Linked DNA regions of Zea mays: region 1 is linked to region 2. A link is a contact called in public Hi-C data. All regions are on one chromosome and are shown on one strand. The core of a region is the stretch at or near the end of the contact, and the rest is flanking DNA. Distances in the headings are between cores, read along the strand shown.

Evidence for each region. Hi-C and Micro-C count contacts between places; a contact is called where the count stands out from the background.
Region 1: a Hi-C map of leaf shows a contact between it and region 2, with 4 times the contacts expected there. The contact joins the promoter of LOC100279768 here to the promoter of LOC103634728 in region 2. A contact is called at or near these places in 5 of 25 Hi-C or Micro-C datasets (bundle sheath, ear, leaf and 1 more).

What each region holds. Positions count from the first base shown.
Region 1 is chr8:8,387,236-8,390,982 of Zm-B73-REFERENCE-NAM-5.0, forward strand. LOC100279768 (Protein EXECUTER 2 chloroplastic) reads left to right here and starts at 2,454. Exons shown (of 11, transcript NM_001152726.1): 1 at 2,454-2,752; 2 at 2,826-2,942; 3 at 3,080-3,145; 4 at 3,463-3,569; 5 at 3,671-3,747. The coding sequence starts at 2,504.
Region 2 is chr8:8,184,369-8,187,640 of Zm-B73-REFERENCE-NAM-5.0, forward strand. LOC103634728 (DNAJ heat shock N-terminal domain-containing protein) reads right to left here and starts at 1,759. Exons shown (of 3, transcript XM_008657312.3): 1 at 1,466-1,759.

The sequences.
Region 1 (3,747 bases), core at 1,204-3,703, 200 kb after region 2:
CAACAGTCGGCCGGGCCAACGGTCGGCCGCATAATCCACGCGCGATGCGTGGCAAGAGCCAACGGTCAGAAGGGGCACCGGACAGCGTCCGGTGCGCCAACGGCTCCCAAGCACCAACGGTCGGCTTCGCCAAAGAAGGAAAGAAATCTGCACCGGACAGTGTCCGGTGGTGCAACGGACAGTGTCCGGTGGTGCACCGGACTGTCCGGTGTGCCAGGCGACAGAAGGCAAGAATTGCCTTCTTGAAATGCTCTCAACGTCTCCTAGCTGCCTTGGGGCTATAAAAAGGGACCCCTAGGCGCATGGAGGAGAATACCAAGCAACCTTTGAGCATTGTTGATCATTCACACTTCATTCTTGCACACTTGTTCGACATTCTTAGTGATTTGAGCTCCGTTCTAGTGAGAACCTTGTGATACTCTTTTGAGCTCAAGTCTTGGTCTTGTGTGTGCGTATTTGCTGTGGATTTGAGTGTGTTGCTTCTCTCCCTTACTCTAGTGCTTCATTGTGATTCTTATTATAAGGGCGAGAGACTCCAAGTTGTGGAGATTCCTCGCAAACGGGAAAAAGTAAAGTAAAGAAGAACACCGTGGTATTCAAGTTGATCATTGGATCACTTGAGAGGAGTTGAGTGCAACTCTCGTCCGTTGGGACGCCACAACGTGGAGTAGGCAAGTTTTGTACTTGGCCGAACCACGAGATAAATCCTCGTGTCTCTTGTGCTTGTCCTTATTGTGTCTATTGTGCTTCACAAGAGCTCTCCTTTCTACTCACTTGATTTCATTGTTCTAACTCTTAATCAAGTTTGTGGTGTTAAGTTTTAAGTTTTACAGGATCACCTATTCACCCCCCCCCTCTAGGTGCTCTCAATAGACCATGAGGCAACCATGTAATTTTTATTGGAGAGTATCTCACAACATTTAGATCAAACAATCAGTGCCATCTTTTGCATATATAGATCGAACAATTGTGTTAGTTTGTTCAATCAAACTGCTAACTAATATGAATCTACATGTGAGGTTCTCAACTACATAGTTTTGTGGACCGGGGACATGCTCAGTTGGGCGAACCATCGTGCTAACGTTGATGTCGATAGAATTCACCATAGCTCAGTTGACAGAAGAGACAAAGTACAATCCCAGTCGAGCACGCGAGTCAACTCATTAGAGAACATTTTGCTGCCAGTGAGTCCATTTTGAGGAACGACTGGTACACTAAGGCTACTGGCACCTCCGGTACGACGCTGCTGGTAAAACTTATTTCACCCTCCTATAGGAAAGGGAAGAGACAACATTCTTTCGCATAAGCAGACATAGAGCCAACATTCTTTCGCATTAAGTTCTGAACTGATGGCTATGAACTATTCTAAAAATTAACTTTTTCTAATTTGCATACGGATATATATTTCATTAAGATGTGAAAACAATTTGCAAGTATGTGGGATATGTTGCTTTACTAAACGACTTGACCAATCTATATTTTTTGGTCCAAAACGACTAAAAATTAGTTGTCATAGTTATATCTGATATTAAATGCAAAGAAAAGTATACAGATCATCGAGGTAGCAAATTCACGTAAAAAGTATCATGGTTGGCCTGAGGATAACCTGGTTTTATTTCCCCCTATTTTTCATAAAAGTCTCTATATTATATTTGAGTATAGAGTTTAAAATAAAAAAATGTGTGGTCTGGTGGCTAGGTGGATGTGAACGTGAGTTTAAAGCAAATAACCATGGTTCAAATCCGATTTACATATATTTTATCTTATTTTTACCGTTTAGTTCCTTGAAACTGTCCAAACACATGTGCTGATTAGCGCATTTATTTGTAACATATAATTCCTACCAGGTATCAAACACATGCGCAACAGGCTTTGCATTCACGCTTGTGCACATGCAGGTTTTGCATGTAGTGGTGACATTTGCATGCACGGTTGCATGCGCAGCTTTAGTTGTATTCGTTGCATGCGCGGGGGCTTGCATGTACGCAGAGGACGGAGCTTGCATGTATGCAGATGCTTGCATGTACCCAGAGGGTGAGGTGGGGGCATGAATCTGGTCTACATTAGTCTTTTAATAGATAGTATAGATTGGGGAAGAATATTTCCCATTTGCATTTTGGTGGGAAGAAACTTCTTCGTCTCCATCACCTAAGGCCTTGTTCGGTTATTCCTAATACATATGGATTGATTGAGATGAGAAAAAATTAAGAATAAGTTTGATTTGTTTGGGATTTAAACCCCTCCAATCCTACTCAATGCACATGAATTGAGAGCTAACCGAACAAGTCCTAATAAAAAAATTTACCACGAGAAATAAGGGATCACGTCTCCATCGCCACACCTAGGACCCACCCCGCCCCTCGCTCGCTCGCCACTTCCCAATCAAACCGAGGCCGTCATCCTTATCTGAATCGCGTGCTTTCCAGCCCTCTGCCCGCTGTGCCCCACCCCCACGCCCGGCGACCCGCAGGCCGCACCCACCCACCCACCCGCACCCAGCGCCATGTCCACCGCGGCCACCGCGTGCGCCACGCGGGCGGCGGCGCGTCCGCCCCTCAACACGGCTCCGGCACGCCGCGCGCCGCCTTCTGCCGTGCGCCCGCCATCGGCCACCCCCGCCCGCCGCGCCGCCGGCTGTTGCTTCTGCGCCGCCGCCTCCTCGGCGTCGTCGCCCTCCACCTGGGATTGGACCCGATGGAGCCGCCACTTCGACGAGGTCGACCAGGCGGAGAGCTACGCATCCCTCCTCCAGGTAATCGCCATTTCATCATGTTATAACTTCTAATCGAACCAATCTGATGATCGCTCCTTTTCCGACCGCGCAGTTCCAGCTAGAGGAGGCGGTGGAGAACGAGGATTTCGCGGAGGCCGCCAAACTCAAGAGGGACATCATAGAGGCCACCGGAAACGACGCTGTAGCCCACGTCATGGCCGAGCTCAAGGTCTGCAACTGCTTTGTGCTGCCTCACATTCTGTTTCGTTATCCATTTTTAGTTGAGATGTATATTTTCCCCCACCATTGTAGATTACGATTTTCTAACTACATCTGCTCTGTCTGGGTGCTCTTGCATTCTCGCAGAATGCTATAGAGGAACAGCGGTACCAGGACGCGTCAAGGTTGACAAGGCTTGCTGGGACCAGCTTGGTAATTATCAACTCTTCATTGATTATTTTTCTCCGTTTCTTTTGATTGCAGAATTATTTGCCTTCTCAAGTCACTTGTTGCGCATGCATCTTAACCAAACTATCTTTGGCAAATCACTAAACTTGTGCTAACATGGTAATGAACCTAGTAAAAAAGCATGCCCATGATAGTTCCCCTTGACCTTTTGTATTTGTAAAGACAACTATCACTAGCCATAGTCAACAGCTCAAAACCATACATTTTCATATGGAAAAACTCTTTTGATGGGATCCCATTAGAACTGCCGTTGGGATGAATTCTAACCATTTCCATTTCAGGTAGGTTGGTGGGTGGGATATGCTAAGGACACTGATGATTCCATCGGGAGAATTGTACGAATAAGCCCTGGTGTCGGGAGATATGTGGCGAAGAGCTACAACCCAAGGTGTGCCTATCTAAGTTTATAACTTGATCTTAAAAATTAACATCAGACAAGCATCTATATATTGTACACTTCCAACTTACAAAATACTTGTTTTTGTTTAGGCAATTGGTCACTGCATCTTCAGGAACTCCATTATTTGAAATTTTCCTTGTCAAAGAAGATGATGAGACATATACAA
Region 2 (3,272 bases), core at 509-3,008:
TCATGGTTATTAAAACGACATTTAAATGCTGTTTAAACGATAAAACGCTATCAGGGTAGTGAAACGTCGGAACGTTTTAGAATTCGTCGTAAAATGTCGTTCTATGACGTTTAAACGTAACGTTTTAGCATTTAAACGCTATTTCTAGTGAAACGTCACGTTTCGAGCGTTTTATCCCTACCCTGTGACATTTGGCCCGGCCCAGTCTTAGAAATTGAGCCCAACAACCCATCTCACTCTCTCGCCACTCCCAACAGCCTACTCAGTTTCCCTTTCCCAGCCGTCGCAGCGCCTCCAGAGCCCAGCTGCGCGGCGCCGCCAGTACACAAGGCCTGCTGCCGTCGCCTGGTGCCCAGCCGCGCCGTCAGCTCAGCTTCGCCCTCACGCCAGGCCCGCGCCGCCGGCTCACGAAGCTCCGTCCTCATGTCCGTCACGCGCCTGCATCGATCCGCGCCGACGGCCGACCGACGTCGCCTGCTCGTATTACAATTATTTTTGCCCCTTTTGGCCAAAGATATGTAGCTCTTATTAGAATCAGTTTTTAATTTATACAACTAAGTCTACGGTGCCAAGAGAGGAGGGATGTTAAAAACACAGAGTAGCTTTCGCTCATTTGATATATATGGAGAGGACTTTGCCCCTGTTTATTTCAGCTTTTTGCAGCTTCTAGCCACCAAAAGCTGCTGCGGACTACCAAACGCTCAGCTTTTCAGCCAGCTTCTATAAAATTCGTTTGGGTAAAAACCATTCAAAATCAACATAAACACATAATCGATTGAGTCGTTTTAATAGTAGGAATCCGTTACTTTCTAGATCCTGAGCCCTATGGGCATCTTTATCTTCCTTCGCATGTAATCTTAATGATACTCAGATTCTCTACACAGTCAGATTCTCCCCACAGCCAGATTCTCAGAAAAGCTGGTCAGAAAAAAGATGAACCAAACGGACCCTTTAGATCTTGACTAATGATTAGAAAGACTTCTTTCTGTCTGCATCAAAGGGGAAACCCTTAGTTATCAAATATACATGGACATTCTTGCAATCAGCCACTAACAGTCAAACACTTATAAATATTCAGCTACGAGTGCGGAATGCACACAATAACATCTGTGGCCCCAGTAGCACAGGCACCCTCCATCTGGAAAGAGATGCATGTCTCCAGAAGGAGACCAGCACATATCTCAAAGCTTTGCTGATTGATTCCTGAAGGGTCTTAGAGAAACCTAACCAAACCAGAAACGGACTCGTGGCTACTAATTGGCAGCACCATGGAGCAAAATGAAATCTAGGTTTGGAAGCACCACCTGTCTCATGCTCCAAACACCTTCAACAACCAAAAGACCAGACATTGGTGACCAAACCCGCCCAAAAACACGTGCAAACAAAATTACTCGCTATCATAGCCAAATAGCTTTAGGTTAGGGTTTGATGCTCGGCTTCGCACAGCAGGAAGGGATGAGAATACCTAGTGGCTGCTCGTCACCGGCGAAAAGGCCGGCGAAGAGGCCAACGAAGGCCCAACTGCCGTAGGGCGGCACCGGCGCCGGCGGCCCACCAGTCGTCGGAGAGCGAGGGGGGCGAAGCACCAGGCGGCGGAGAGCAAAAGGGGGTGCAAGAGCCGAGCCGACAGAAACGCACGTGGGTGAACCGTGAACGGAAGGGGATGAGGCGGGCGGGCTGGCGGGCGGCCGACCCAGTCAGGTTTTCCGGCCCGATGAAATCGTCTTCTGGGCCGTTTTTTTCACACGTTTCTTTTGCGATTTCTTTTTTTCCTTTTCTTCTTTTTCTTTTGTACTAGAAACGCGTGCATACGCACGTATGCTGCTCGGGAAGAAAATACCATATTAGTACTAGCGGTAGATTAGAATTTATGTCATCTGAGAAAAGAAAAGTGTCACATGACTGACTGGACAAAAGACATATAAGAATTTAAATGATTTTGTAGCACTAGAAACCAGTTCTACGTTCAAAAGTAGTGGTACTGTCCAAAATAGCGCCTAGTCTAGATTATATTTAAATAAAGAGTAATTATTATCTAGAATGCATTAGAGTTAATTGTTAGTTGGCTAAAAATCGCTAGTAAAATTAGCTAAAAATGTCTTAGAATTTAAGAATAAGTATATTTTATAGGAATTAGGGCACCAACAAAATATTCTGCTCCAACAATAAAATCTCAAATCTAGAGTATATGACAGACCACTACGGTGTAGTATATTTAAGACATTTGAGAAGGTGCCCCATAATTTTTTGATTAAATTTTATAAAATGAGTCACCGTTGGAGTAGTTTTTTCTGCATAGAGCCCTATATTTCAATTTGAGGCACCAGTTTGAGGTGTTATTGAAGATGCTCAAACAAATAGCTAGCTAACTATTAGCTAATTTACTAAAAAATAGTTAATAGTTGAACTATTAGATCAGCTCTAAGAGGCTCTTTATATCCTTCCTAATCTATATAAATAGAGATTTTTGTACAAAAATACCTTCCAACAACTTATTTAAATGGCTATCCAAATATAGTCATCTTCTATTCCGGGTTTCTCGCTAGTCAAATATAGAAAACATGAATAACTCTCTAGAGTACAAATAAGATACAGAAAGGTTGTTGGAGATTGAAATGACTCTCCAAATGATAATGTCAGGTACCCAGGAACCGGGTACCCGAAGTAGGCCTAAGGCCTCTTAATGGGCCACTTGTCGATCGGGTAGGCAGAGCGACCGACCAAGCCTCAACCGAGCAACTCTGCGAGGCGGAGCGCCCAACTAGGCCTTTGTTGAGCAACCCTGCGAGGCGGAGCGCCCAACCAGGTCTCTGCCAAGCAAATCTACGAGACGGAGTGCCCGACCAGGTCATTGCCGAACAAACCTATGAGGCGGAGCACCCGACCAGATCTCTGCTGAGAAACCATGCGAGGCGGAGCGAACGACCAAGCCTCTACCGAGCAATCCTACGAGATGGAGCGGTCGACCAAGTCCTAATCGAGCAACTCAGCAAGGCAGAAGGGTCGGTCCAATACTACTAACCCACATCAGCACGACAAGACATGTCACCACCTAACCACGTCCGGGCCACGAGTGCGGCATACCGAGGGGTGCTGAAAAGTCCCTATCAGACACGGCGATATGCCCCCGCGTACAGTCTTAGGCGTACCCTCGCTGACTTCTAGGGCCAGGTAGCCCCAACCATGAGGACCTTCAGTGACCCACATACCGGAAATGACGGGGCGATACACCGTACCGGGTGTATGCCTACGCATATAGGGAGGTGGCGCAA